Regions from separate parts of the Cricetulus griseus genome. Here region 1 is linked to region 2. The links are chromatin contacts, called in public Hi-C maps. All regions are on one chromosome and are shown on one strand. Each heading gives the region's core, a stretch centred on a gene start, on an enhancer-like site or on the middle of the called end of the contact. The rest is flanking DNA. Distances are from core to core; before and after follow the strand shown.

What was found. A called contact is a pair of places that touch in the nucleus more often than the background predicts.
Region 1: a contact with region 2 is called in a Hi-C map of the CHL-YN cell line, with 4 times the contacts expected there. The contact joins the enhancer-like site here to the promoter of Pus1 in region 2. A contact is called at or near these places in 5 of 8 Hi-C or Micro-C datasets (the CHK-Q cell line, the CHL-YN cell line, the CHO-K1 cell line and 1 more).

Annotation. Positions count from the first base shown.
Region 1 is chr4:90,606,238-90,613,306 of CriGri-PICRH-1.0, forward strand. It overlaps Hscb (iron-sulfur cluster co-chaperone protein HscB), which reads right to left. Exons shown (of 6, transcript XM_027415905.2): 5 at 6,022-6,069; 6 at 5,372-5,501. The coding sequence ends at 5,410. Among named protein-coding and RNA genes, the nearest start is that of Hscb, 13 kb to the right of the region's middle. Within about 2 kb of position 4,509, at least 1 of the 6 cell types and tissues checked has open chromatin away from gene starts, as enhancers often do.
Region 2 is chr4:90,552,732-90,559,771 of CriGri-PICRH-1.0, forward strand. Pus1 (tRNA pseudouridine synthase A) reads right to left here and starts at 2,701. Exons shown (of 6, transcript XM_027415901.2): 1 at 2,595-2,701; 2 at 1,722-1,932. The coding sequence starts at 1,922.

The sequences.
Region 1 (7,069 bases), core at 3,259-5,758, 55 kb after region 2:
TCAGAGCAAGGCTTAGACAATGGGTAGGTTAAGTTTAGAATATGAGTTATGTTTTTCTTTTTGTTTAGAGTTGGGGTTCATTTTAATGTCAGATTCTAGGTTTAGGGCTAGAGTTAGGTATATGTTTAGAGAAGTTTAGGGCTAGGCTTATGTCTGGGGTTGGGGTTCATTTTAAGTATATGATTAATGTTAGGGTAACAAAATGTTCAGGACTTAGGTTAGAGTTAGGGTTTTAGCTAATTATATGGTTGTGACTACGGCTAAGGTTAGGGCTAGAACTACTCTTAGGACAAGTATATAGATAGACTTAGGACTAGGTTTAAGTTTACGACTGTCTTTTGGTTTGGTCTAAATTATCATTAGAGTTGTGTTTAATACTTGAATTAGAGCTCAGGTCAGGGTTATGACTGGCTTACAAATATACAGTGTTAGGGTTTGGGCTAGGAGCAGACTGAAGTCTATGTCCGGTTTTATGGCTATGATTAGGGTTACTGGTATGATTAGGGAATGGGGTAGGTCTAAGATTAGGCTTTGTTCTAGGCCAATTAGGGCTAGAATAGGGCTAGTTAGGGTTAGGCCTATGGAGATAGACTTGGGTTTATTTGTTCCTTTAGCATTAGGGTTTGGGTGATGGTGTGGGGGCAGGACAAGTTTTAATGTTACGTCCAGAGTTAGGGTTTGGGTTAGTTCTAGGGTTAGAATTAGTTGAGGATAAGGTTAGGGTTAGTTAATTTTAGAGTTGGGAATATGTTTGGGAATTGGTGTTTGTTTAGGGGTATGTTATGAATGTTAGCCTTTATTCATGGAATTGTGCTGGGGGTAGAACAAGGGTTAAGTCTTAAACTTAGGCTTTGATACAGTGTGCTCTAGAGATAGATACAAGGTTATGGTTATGGCTAAAGTTATTGTAGAGTAACTACTGGAGTTAGATTGAGGGCTAGGATTAGGAAAGATGTAGGAATCAAGGGAAACTGTTTCTGTATAAGACTTCTTAAGGCAGAGCGGTGGCAGTGCACGCCTTTAATCCCGGCACTCAGGAGGCAGAGACAGGTAGATCTCTGTGAGTTCGAGACCAGCCTGGTCTACAAGAGCTAGTTTCAGGACAGCCTCCAAAGCTACAGAGAAACCCTGTCTCCAAAAACCAAAAAGAAAACAAAAAGTCTCAATATCCAGTGTTTTTTGTTTGATGCAAATCATTGGTACTCTTGGTTTTTAGATTCCAGTAGTGATAATGATAATGTTTCCTTATATGACTTCCTGAGAAAGGTAAGTGTCAGGTGTTTTCTGGATGCATCTCTAAAGGTGTGCAGGGTTTCCTCCCCCCATCACCATGAGTCGTTCACTTCGGGTCTATTTGGCTATCTCATTAAGCAACAGTCCCATAAGCCTTAGACTGAATTTGTTGTTACTTAAGATAAATAGTGTAAGCCAAGTATGGTAGGTGCATGCCATTAATCTTAGCACTCAGGAAGCAGAGGGAGGTGGATTTCTGAGTCTGAGGCCAGCCTGATATATAGAGTGAATTCCAGGACAGCCAGGGCCACATACAGAAACTCTGTCTTGAGAAAAGAAAGGTTATGGTTTAATAGTGATATATTTGTGTGTCATGTTGACAAAGGGTCAATTGTGCCAGTTGGGTTTCTCTGTGGCTTTGGAGGCTGTCCTGTAATTCACTCTGTAGACCAGGATGGCCTCGAACTCACAGACATCTACCTGCCTCTGCCTTCCGAGTGCTGGGATTAAGAGGCGTGCACTGCCACCTCCCGGCTTGCCAGTTAGTTTTTGTCAACAAAAGAGGACACTTCAATTGAGGAATTGCTCCAGCAGGCAAGTCTGTGGGGCATTTTCTTGATTTTTTTTAAAGTAATTTATTTTTATTTCAGGTGCACTTGTGTTTTGTCTGCATGTGTATCTGTGTGAAGGTGTCAGATGACCTAAAACTGGAGTTACAGGCAGTTATGAGCCACCATGCGGGTGCTGGGAATTGAACTCCGGTCCTCTGGAAGAACAGCCAGTGCTTTTAACCTCGGAGCCATCTCTCCAGCTCCCATATTCTGTTGATTAATGATTGATGTGGGAGGGCCCAGCCCACTGTGGACAGTGACACCCACAGGCAAGTGGGCCTGGGTTGTATAAGAAAGTAGGCCGAGAAACCCGTGAAAAATCAAGTCAGTAATAAGAGCTTCTCCATGGTCTTTGCTTCAGCTCCTGCCTCAGGGTTCCTGCTCTGATTTTCCTCTGTGACCAGCTGTGATGTGCAAGGGTAAGATGAAACAGACCCTTCCCTTCCCACGTTGCTTTTCCTTGTGGTGTTTACTACAGCAACAGAAAGCAGACTAGGACACTCGTCGATCTTAGAAGCTAGGTTTCAGAAATGTCTTTTTAGTTTGTGTCCCAGATACAGGCGTGGCTTACTGTCCCCTACAGCTAGCCTTTCCAGCTAATGGAACAGGTAAAGTGAGGATTTCTTTCAGCATTGTCAGTGTTTATCTGATTTCTTTTCCTGGTCAGACTAGTTTGGTGCAGATCCTTGTTCTGAAGGAATGAGAATTGTCTTCTCAAGTATTTTAACCCCCTTTCATCTACATTGTTGCAGAAGCATTCAACTTAATCAGTACATTTGCTTGCATGGTAATTATTTGCTTAAAGGGCTCCTGGTATGTTCAGGCAAGTAACTGATTCTTTTTGTTTATTTTTTTGTTTTCAAGACAGGGTTTCTCTGTGTAGCTTTGGAGCCTGTCCTAGAACTGGCTCTGTAGACTAGGCTAAACTTAAACTCACAGAGATCTGCCTGCCTCTGCCTCCCGGGCACTGGGATTAAAGGCGTGCAACACCAAAGCCCGGCAACTGATTCTTTTTGTAAACTGCGGGGCAGGTAGAGGCAGTACTGATATACCCAAAGTTCTTCAAGTCACACAGCTGCTAAGATGATAGGTAAATCCTGTTAACTGAGTAAACCTGTATCAGGAACTTCAAAACTCACATTTTTACACAGGGTCAAGGTGCCGCATTATAGTTGACTTGTTTCTGGAGAATTGGTTTAGACTTGATTTGTTAAGTGCTCATGTGATATAAGTATGAGTATGCAAGTGTGTGACCGTACATGCATATGGGGAGGCCAGAAGAGTGGGATATCAGGGGGTCTGTTGGCTCCTGCATTATTGATACCTTAAGTAAATGATAATTCCTGTCTTGTACCATTAAGCTGATGGTTTTTAGATCCCAGTATAAACAGGTACCCATCAGAGTAAAAAATTTGACTTAGGATACAATGCAAGAGGGGAACCTGGAGCCAAACTTACATGTTAAGTTTTAATTACTGTACCTAAGAGACCCATGCAAAAAAATGCCTCTTAGTAGCCGGGTGTTGGTGGTGTAAACTTTTAATCCCGGCACTCGGGAGGCAGAGGCAGGTGGATCTCTGTGAGTTCAAGACCAGCCTGGTTTACAAGAGCTAGTTCCAGGATAGGTCTACAAGAGCTAGTTCCAGGATAGCCTCCAAAGCCACAGAGAAACCCTGTCTCAAAAAAACAAAAACAAAAAAATCAAGCAACAACAAAAAATACTTCTGATCTGCAAGACACTTGCCCAAGGATAGACAGTTCTTGAAATGCTGGAGGGAATTGCTTCTGGGAGATAGCAAGCCACTTGTGCATTTACTGGATTGGAAATACTTAAGCCGATGCAAACCATGACTCAAGGCCATTTTCTGGAAACCCAGAGATGAACCTGGCCTGAGCCCATCCACCTGGCCAGTATTTAATTAAAGCTTGCTTCAGGTTTGGCTTTAAATTGTGAGAGTGGTCTTGTTCTCGACTGATGGGAGTTAACAGTCATGTAGAGTTCTCCACCTTATTGCTTTGGCACACCAAGACCCTTTGTGAGTGACTGTCCAAGCCAAGCAACCACTACTGTGAGGAGTTCTGTAGTGATCCCAACTAGGCTGACGTCACACATACACACACACACTGTGCATACATACAAAATGTATGTATATCCAGCACTCGGGAGGCAGAGGCAGGCAGATCTCTGAGTTCGAGGCCAGCCTGGTCTACAGAGTGAGTTCCAGGTCAGGCTCCAAAGCAATAGAGAAACCCTTTGGGGGGGAGGGGCAAACAAACAAACCCCCCCAACAAAATGTATGAATGTATATATGTATGTATGTATGTATGTGTGTATGAATAGTCTACATGTATGCCAGGGAAGACTAGGGCAGAGGCTCAATCTATGTAGTTATAGGCAGAAGCCCTCATCTCCGTTGGGTAAGGCTTTCCAGTTATTGGCGGAAGAATGCCCACAATCCTATGGAACCCCCAATAAATGGCTTGGTTCAGCAGAGTGAAGTTGTGGCTGTCAAGCAGGGTCTAGAAAGCCCACTGCTAACCTTTGCCTACTATCTGTTTTATAAATACCATCTCTGTAACAGTCTGAACTCCTCTCTGGCCACCTAGCTGCTTGTGCTATGACGGCAGAGCTTGGCAGTTACAACAGAACCTCTACAGTCCATTAAGCCAAACCAAAGTTCACCCTGGGGAACCAATGAATTTACTGGAGTTCCTTACAGATCATGGGTGACTCTGAAGCAGTGAACAGGAAGGTCAGCACCTAGCTTGGTTGATGACTCCCTGGTGGTTATGTAGATGGACCTCTCTTTCCTTCCTTCAGTTCTCCCCACCTATACACTCTTAGCTGCTCCTGAGATGTGGAGGCCACATGCAGTTAGGGTACAATTGCATGCAACTAATTAGCTGGGAGGAACTGCTGGATACTAGGGAATGTCAACAGCTAATAAGCTGAATTGTGGTGATATTTTCCAAGTAGGCACAGTTAAGCTTTTTCTTTTCTTTTTTATTTTTGGTTTTGAGACAGGGTTTCTCTGTAGCTTTGGAGGCTGTCCTGGTACTGCTCAGTAGACCAGGCTGGCCTGGAACTCATAAAGATCTGCCTGTCTCTGCCACCTGAGTTCTGGGATTGAAGGTGTGTACCACCACAACCCTGCAATAGTTGAGCTCTTGAAGATGGCGTCTATCTGGGTCAGAGGGTAGAGGATAAATTGTACAGATCAGGGAGGCCTCCTTTTCACCCTTTGATCCACTGGCTAAGGTTGGGTGCACACTGGATCACATACCTGATGAATAACCGAGCACCCATACTGACAGGTACTATGCACTATGCCAGCCATTAATATCTGAGCCATAAACTGAATTGAAATGATATAAATGGTTGAAGTCTATCTATTCTCTTTGCTTCTTTCCCCTCACTTTCTGTGGTGATGGGATCAAATCCAGGGCTTTCCATATGCTAGGTAAGTGCTCTACCCTGGGCTATGCCATAGCCCCTGTTATCTATTTCCAATTAGCAGACGCCAGACAAGAAATACATAGAAAGTTTATTTTTCAACTTTAGCAACTAGAGGGGATTCTTGCTTAACTTGATCTTTTCTTCTATGTTTGAAAAGTATTTCATCTTTGTTAGAATTTCCTTGGCTTTTTCAAAATCACCTGAAATAAACAAGAGACAATTAATTACATCAGGCAACAATAAAACCAACTCTGGCATCTCAGGCAGCCAAATCAAAGGGCCCAAAGGTTGATGGCTTCACCTGAGGGTTTTGAGTGTACCCTATAGCAACATTTGCCAAAGTTTGGAGATATTTTTTTCTGCCATAACCAGGGAAGTAGAAGTGAGACCTACTAGGTAAAATCCAGTGGCCCTGAGAATGATTTTTTTTTTTTAAAGATTTTATTTATTTATTATGTATACAACATTCTGCTTCCGTGTATATCTGCACACCAGAAGAGGGCACCAGATGTCATAACGGATGGTTGTGAGCCACCATGTGGTTGCTGGGAATTGAACTCAGGACCTCTGGAAGAGCAATCAGAGCTCTTAACCTCTGAGCCATCTCTCCAGCCCTGAGAAATGACTCTTGAAAGTTGTCCATACATGCACCCCCCCCCACATACACAAATACACAGACTATATAAATGTAATAGGAACTTTTTAAAAGGAATGAAATACCTTGTTCAAAAGCTCTGTTTACACCGTCAGTAAATTCTTTCTGTTTAGCTGAAATAGAAAAATAACTATTTTAATTTTTCCATTTAAATAAACTTGCAATAAAGCTGGATGGTGGCGGGTATGCCTGTAATACCAGCATTGGGGAGGCACAGCCAGGCAGAACTCAATGAGTTAGAGGCCAGTCTGGTCTACAAAACAAGTTCCAAGACAGCCAGAGCTGTTACACAGGGAAACTCCGTCTTGAAATGCTCCCCAGTTGCCCAAAAAAGGAAAAAAAAGTAGACACAAAGCAACAGTTGTGACCATGCTGCTCTATACACAATAAGGATTTGGGTTCAGGGTCTTTTTTGTAGTGCTGAGGACTGTACCAAGGTCTCATGCATGCTCTGCAAAGTCTCTACTACTGAGCTATACTGTATGCTTGCATTCTTTTGACACAGGGCTTCACTGTGTTGGACAGGCTAGCCTTGAACTCACTATTCTGCTTCTCTCTTGACTGCTGAGATTATAGGTATGTGCCATCAAACCCGTCTAGCATCTCTTGTTAAATGCAGTACTGACAGGCCCTATGTACATTCCACTCTTCAACCAAGGAAGGTCTGGAGGCAATTGCCAAGGCTTGTAAAGTAGCTACAGAATAACATAAAAAAAGTGAAGAGAGATCACCATAGTTGGGATGTCCCTCCCCCAAAAGTCTGGATGTTAAAATGCTTGGCTCATGACAGGTTTTGCTAATAGAAGGGGGTGGACACTTCAGAAGGCAGGGCCTAGCTGGAGGAAGTTAGGACTTAGAGGCACATCCTGGAAAGGGATCCTGGAACCCAGGCTGTTGTTTCTCTCTTTTGGCTAGCTGCCGTAATACTCGTTGCCTCCTCCACTCTGCATTCCTGCCACAGCTCCAGGAGGAACTGGGCCAATACACCATGGACTGAACCTCTAAAACTGTGAGTCAAAAGAAATCTTTTCATTTCAGGGTACTGGCTCACCATGATGATAACTAACATAGGAATCAGGGATGTGCTGTGACCATCTCTACCTCACAGTCTTC
Region 2 (7,040 bases), core at 1,451-3,950:
AGCCTGGTCTACAGAGTGAGTTCCAGGACAAGCTCCAAAGCAGTACAGAGAAACCCTGTCTCGAAAAACCAAAATAGATAGATAGATAGATAGATAGATAGATAGATAGATAGATAGATAGATAGATAAAAACTTTCCATACTCAGAACTGCCCTCCAAAGAGCAGACCAGTCACCCCAGGAGCAGTGAACACTCTATATTCTCACCAATGTCATAGTCAATACCAGATCAAAAGCAGCCTGTCTTTAAACTTGCAATCCTCCTGCACCAAATTCCTGAATGCCAGGATGACAGGCCATGTGCCACCATGCCAATCAGACTGTGATGTTTTTTAAAGTAAAACAGAACATGACTGTGTCACTGCTATCATTCATTCTTAAAATTACTGACATTATTTTATGGAGCCACTGTTTTGGTTGGACACATCACAGCAATGAACTCCATCCTATGAATCAAGATTAAGGTATTTTGTTGTTGGTAGGTTTTGTTTTGTTTTGTTTTGTTTATCCAAGCCAGGGTTTCTCTATGAACAGCCCTGGCTGTCCTGGATTTGATTTGTAGACCAGACTGGATTTGAATTCCCAGAGATCTGCCTGCCTCTGCCTCCCAGTGCTGGGATTAATGTTATGCACTACCACCACCATTCAGGAAGGTTTAAAAACCGAGGAAAGGGATCAGAGCAATGGTGCAGTGGTTAAGAGCACTCTTCTAGAGGGCTGGGTTTGATTATCAGCTCCCAAATGGCAGCTCACAACTGTCTGTCACTCCAGTCCCAGGGGACCCTCTTCTAGCCTCTGTAGGTAGTGCATGCACATGCACACAGACATACAAGCAGGCAAAACACCCAGAGATACAAAATAAAAATAAATGTTAAAAATAAAAACCTGGCTGGGCAGTGGTGGAGCACGATTTTAGTCCCAGCACTCGGGAGGCAGAGGCAGGTGGATCTCTGTGAGTTCGAGACCAGCCTGGTCTACAAGAGCTAGTTCCAGGACAGGCTCCAAAGCCACAGAGAAACCCTGCCTCAAAAAACCAAAAAGTAAATAAAATAAAATAAACAATAAATAAATAAAACCCTGGTGTGTGTCGGTATATGCATTTAATCCCAGCACTCGGGAGGCAGAAGACAGGTGGATTTCTGTGAGTTTGAGGCCCAGCCTGGTCTACAGAGCAAGTTCCCGGACAGCCAGGGCTGTTACGCTGAAAAACCCTGTCTCACAAAAAAAAAAAGAAAAAATTGTTTTAAGAAAAATTAGAAACAGGAACACTGTCAACAGCAGAGGTGACAACAAGGAAGAAGATTCTTCCCACACTGGTGAGCACCCCTTTCAGAAGGTCAGCTTGGGTTAGAGACAGAGCCTAGGTGCCAGCTTGCCCCAGAGACACTAATGCTCTTCAGCAGGGTTCATCTGCTCCTCAGGATACTAGACAGGTAGCACCTGCCAGCTCTCTGGTCTCCGCTCTCGGCATCAGTAAACCTGCCCCACATCACACAGTTCCATAGGTACCATGCAGGTGCCATCCTGATGGAAGACTCACAGCTCCCAAGGTCAACGTGAATCGGCTACAGAGCCGGCCTATCCATACTGGAAAACAACCATCCAAGTCTCGTATGGAGGACTCTCAGTGTTTGCTATTTCCTGGGACGGCCTCGCTCTGAGTAACATCAGGGAAGCAGGAGCTGACCTAGGTAGGTGCTGTCCAGGAGCAGCCCTCCTCACCTGCATGCCGTGGTAGCCCTTGCCGGAGTAGGCCATGAGCAGCACAATTTTGCGCTTTGGCAGCTTGCGTGGAGCCTCTTCATCCTCAAGGCTCTTGACCCTCTTGGGAGGATGCGGTGTCTCCTCCCAGACCCAGCCACCTCGGACCTTCCTGTCTTGTTGGTGTGAGGCCAGCGCTGGTGGCACCTTGTTTGCAGCCATAGGGGGCAGGCTGAGAAAAATAGGCATGAGTGACCAAGGTGGTAAAGGATACAAGAACAGAGCCTGATGAGAGGCCCCAGCTCTGCCTGCCTCAACGGTCTCTGAAGACCTGGCCTAATGGAAGATCAGTCCGGCTCATCAATGACAAGAGTGGCTGGGGTAGGGAAACAGTGGCAACTCCAGGGTGGAGTTGGGGGCTCAGCTGGACAAAAGCAGGTAGCGCTCCAGCCAGAGGCCGACAGCTCAGGGCAGTACAAGACAGAGATAAGACCTAGGAAAGCATGCAGAGGCAGGCAGGCAGGCAGCCAGGGCAGCAGTGGGAACTCAGGGCAGAGGCGCCGGTCGCGGGGTCTTTACCCGGGCACGCGCGGACCAGGACACGCCGTCCACCGTCCCCAGGCTCTCAGCAGTGCGGCCCACAGGCGGGGGAAGCCCATGCGCGACAGGGTGGCGGGAGGCGATCCTCGACCTCACGGATCCCTGACGAACTCTGCACCCCGGACACCTTTGCCCTGTCTTCCTTCCTGAATCCTTAGCTCCGGCCCTGCGGCGCTCCTGATCCTAGGCTGACCTGACTCCCCCAGAGCCCCTGCCCCCCGCACACCCGCCGCCCTAGACACCGCGCAGCTGGCGCGCGTGCGGAGCGAGGAATGTCCCGCCGGCCCCACTCACGGCGCCGCGGACCCCCGGAGCCGACCACGTGGACGAAGGCGGAAGCGGGCCAGCGTTGGAAGGCGGCCGAAGGCGGACAAAAAGTCTTTCTGGGACGCGCCCAGTGGGGTGGACCCAGTGGGTGGGGCTTCCCAACCAGGATCAAAGCTAGCCTAGCTGCGGCTCTCCCAAGAAGCAGAAAGCCGGCGGTTGCTGTGTCATGAAAAGTGAAACCGCATCATTAAAATGTTCAGGCTAGGAATGTACCAGGGAGCCAGGTACAGTACGCACCAGGCAATAACTGTGAAAGCCCAGATAACCCCATCACCGTCTCAGCGGTTCTAAGTGGGCCCTTGCGTGAACGCCTAACGTATCAACCCTGGCATTGATTGAGAGATCACAGCGGCTCTTGCAGTTTCCACCACAGGGTTTGCGGGATGCAGACCATCAAGCATGCCAGCATTTGTCGTTTCCAGAAAATGCTCCAGTTGCCAGACACTGATGTATTTAATAGCACGAAGCCGTGGGTATCATTCTGTTGTCGCCCTGTTAACTGATGAAGTCGGGCACAGGTTCAGGTTCTGGTCCTGGATCACATAAATGGGATCTAGCCAGGTGTCTACATCCAGCTCCATTTTCCATTTCTTTCTTTGAGAGTCTTATTATCAGCCTGGAACTCACACAAATAGATCATAGATAGATAGAAAGGTAGATAGGCTGGGCAACTGTGGTTCACGCCTTTAATACCAACACTTGGGAGGCAGAGGCAGGCAGATCTCTTCGAGTTCAAGGTCAGTCTGGTCTTATACGTAGCCCTAACCAGCCCAGAACTCACATAGGTAGGTAGGGAGGTAGGGAGGTAGATAGGTAAGTAAGTAGATAGCTTGGAACTCACATAGATAGGTGGCTAGATGGTAGGTAGATAGATAGATAGATAGATAGATAGATAGATAGATAGATAGATAGATAGGACAGACAAATATATAAGCCGGGCAGTGGTGGTGCTACCCTTTAATCCCAGCACTCGGGAGGCAGAGGCAGGTGGATCTCTGTGAGTTCGAGGCCAGCCTGGTCTACAGAGCGAGTTCTAGGACAGCTAGGGCTACACAGAGAAACCCTGCCTCCCAAATGCAAGGATTAAAGGTATGCACCCCCATACCCACCCAGCTCCTGTCCCCAAACTTTTGGCAACCCTCCTGTCTCAGCCTCCCAAATGCTGGAATTACAGGCGTGAATCACAACATCTAACTTCACACATCAGTCTTATTTTTTCTAATTTTGCTGAGGACTGACACAGAGCAAACATGATACCGAGCATGCAGCCACTGGTGCATAGGCCCCAGTTCCTTCTCTGACTTCATCCCCCATTTTCTGGCTGTCACATTCATCCTGAGCATTCCCATCCTCATCTTACATCCTTTGTCACTCTTTCAGAAATGATGAGTTTCACCCATCTCTGGTTCCCTTGTACACCCGCCTGGCTGACCCAGGATACTTCCCTATTCAGACTCTTGGCTTTATCAGATATATAAAGCCACACAGGAGCTGGTGAGGTGGCTCAGTGGTTGAGAACACTAGCTGCTCTTCCAGAGGTCCTGAGTTCAGTTCCCAGCAACCACATGGTGGCTCACAACCATCTGTGATGAGATCTGGTGCCCTCTTCTGGCCTGCAAGGATACATTCAGACAGAACACTGTATACATAACAAATAAATAAACCTTAAAACACACACACACACACACACACACACACACAACACACACACAGAGGGAGAGAGAGAGAGAGAGAGAGAGAGAGAGAGAGAGAGAGAGAGAGAGAGATGGGGTACTGGACTGGACACCACTCAAGTGTCCACCACTTGAAATGGGACAGTCAGGGAGCCATGTGTATGCAAGGGTAAAACATATTCCAGGTTACTAGGGACCAGTGCAAAGGCCCTGGGACAGCAGTGTGCCACAACGTAACAGACCCTCCCCAGCACCGTCTCTACAGATAGAGTGGGAAGAGCCAGGAGGATCACTTCCAGAGTCTGCATTTAGAGATACCATAGGGATGCCTCATAATACAAAATGGTAAAAACAAAGCCAAAGGAGTAAGTGGCTTTATTGGCTGTGACCACTACTAAAGTGGGAGTCCACTGGGCTGTGTCGGACAAGGCAGACCTGGGGGAAAATGGCTAACAGCAAGAGGCAGCTTCCTATGCTGAAGACTTCCATATAGTTCACCCTGCCCTGGTTCCATGCATTGAGGAAGGGCTCCCAAAGAAAGTCCTTCTCAGGACTTGGCCACCCCAGTGTCTCTTCACCTATCATGCTACAGAAAGCCTTGCTGTCTCTGCTGTTAGGTATGGCTTCACCCTTTGGTATGAGCATGCCATGGAAGCAACTATAGAGGTCCCTAGGTGTAGGAGGCATGGAGGTCTTTATGCTCACAGATAAGCACTAGGGGAACCCAGAATGTTAAACATACCAAGTTGTTTCTTCACGGGAAGGAATGCAAAACCTGTTTTCAGCCCAGAAGGTTCAGTGACCTTTGGGCTATATGTGTGGATAGAGACTTCTCTGGCACTGGACCTTCCTCTAAACCCGTATCATAAATTTGTTTTTCTCTATCAATCATAAACTTGTTTTTCTCAATCTATGAAACTTAACTTTATAGATTTTACAAAGAGTTTTGTTGTAGTCATGTCTAATCTGTATTTAACCTGCTTTGTTGTGTACATGCGACTGAATTATCTCCAGAATAATTTTCGCCAAATTGTGCCTTAAATATGCCTAAAATAAACTATCCAGAGTAGACTTCAGAAGTTTGAACCAACACCAACTACTGAGTCATGTTGAACCAAACAGTCTTCTTGCCTCCCATTGACGGTCACTCTGCTGGCCATGGAGATCACAGAGACCATCATACCTGGACAGATGGTCTCAGTCCTTCAGCCAGAGGCATCCAGGTCCACTTCAGGACTTTGCTAGTCTCCACCCCAGCACAGGCATCTACAAGCCCAGCCACATGAACCTCGAAGTTCAATGCTCTGTAATGGGGTCTCTGGTGGAAGAGGGCTTTGGTAGAGATCCAGGACTCCTGCTTTGTTGACACCAGGTTGTTTTTACTAAAGCTCAATAGTTCAATTTTACCAATAAAGACTTGGGATTCAGATGCTAGGGTGAAAACCTGCTGGCTCAAAGAGGCAGAGAAAGCACCCAGCCAACGTTCCTCCTCAGCCTGTATCCCAGAAAAGACCTTCCTCCTACATTATCTCAAACAAGACTCCTCCAACTCAATGTCCCTCGCTTCTACTTCCTGTGTGTCTCTCCATCCTCCTGACTCCCTCTAGCCCTATGGTTTTTGTTTTGTTTTCTTGTTCACTTCCTGTCAACTGGTTGCTTGCTTTGCCTCTAGACCGACCTGAGGTTGACTGTATTTAATCCTGTTTACATTAAGCACAGAGCTCTTGGATTAAAGGTGTGTGCTAGGGCTGAGCCGCACCACAACTAGAAACAGTTTTTGTTTTTGTTTTTGTCCAGTAAATATTGCAGTCTTGGGTTCCAGAGTATTATCAAGTACCCTACATTTCAAATGAAGACCAAAAGATTATGAAATTAGTGGCAATAGAATAGTCCCTTATTGGCTGGGTGGTGATGGTGCATGCCTTTAGTCCCAGCACTCCAGAGGCAGAAGCAGAGGCAGGCAGATTTCTGTGAGCTCGAGACCAGCCTGGTCTACAAGAGCTAGTTCCAGAACAGCCTCCAAAGCCACTGAGAAACCCTGTCTTGAAAAAATTAAAACAAAAAAAAAGAATAGTCCCTTATTTTCTGTTTTCCTCTGTCCCATACTTGATGGCTCTTCTGATATGAGAGAGACATTTTGGGTTTTCCTTTAACAAGCCAGTTTTAAATTTTAATTAAATTGAGACTACATAAAGACCACTTGCCACTTATGTCTGTAGAGGGCAGCAGAGACAAACATTTGACAATCCACCGTTGGCCAGCCAGCCACAGGGCAGGAAGAAAGAAGGGAGCTATTTACACCCTGACCCACAACAGATGGCTCTCCTGCAAGAAAGGGTAGCTACTAAGGAAGATGGTGGCATGGGTGCTGACGCTAGTTGGGGCTCCGAGCCGGGATTTCAGGCTGGTCAGTTGGAGGTGTGCAATACTAGGCCAATTTATTGTTTTCCTTGGGACATTTTCTCTTGATGTTCTGTCCTTTCTCTTCAGATGTTTCACTTGTCCAGTCTCTAGATTTTGTTTTCTAATTTATTTATTTAGGTTTTTTAAGACAAAGTTTCTCTGTATTGCTTCGGAGCCTGTCCTGGAACTCACTCTGTAGTCTAGGCTGGCCTCAAACTCACAGAGATCTGCTTGCCTCTGCCTCCCGAGTGCTGGGATTAAAGGAGTGCGCCATCAATGCCCAGTCCATGGCAAATTTTATTTTCCAGTCTTAAACATGATGCTAGTTTGTTCACTA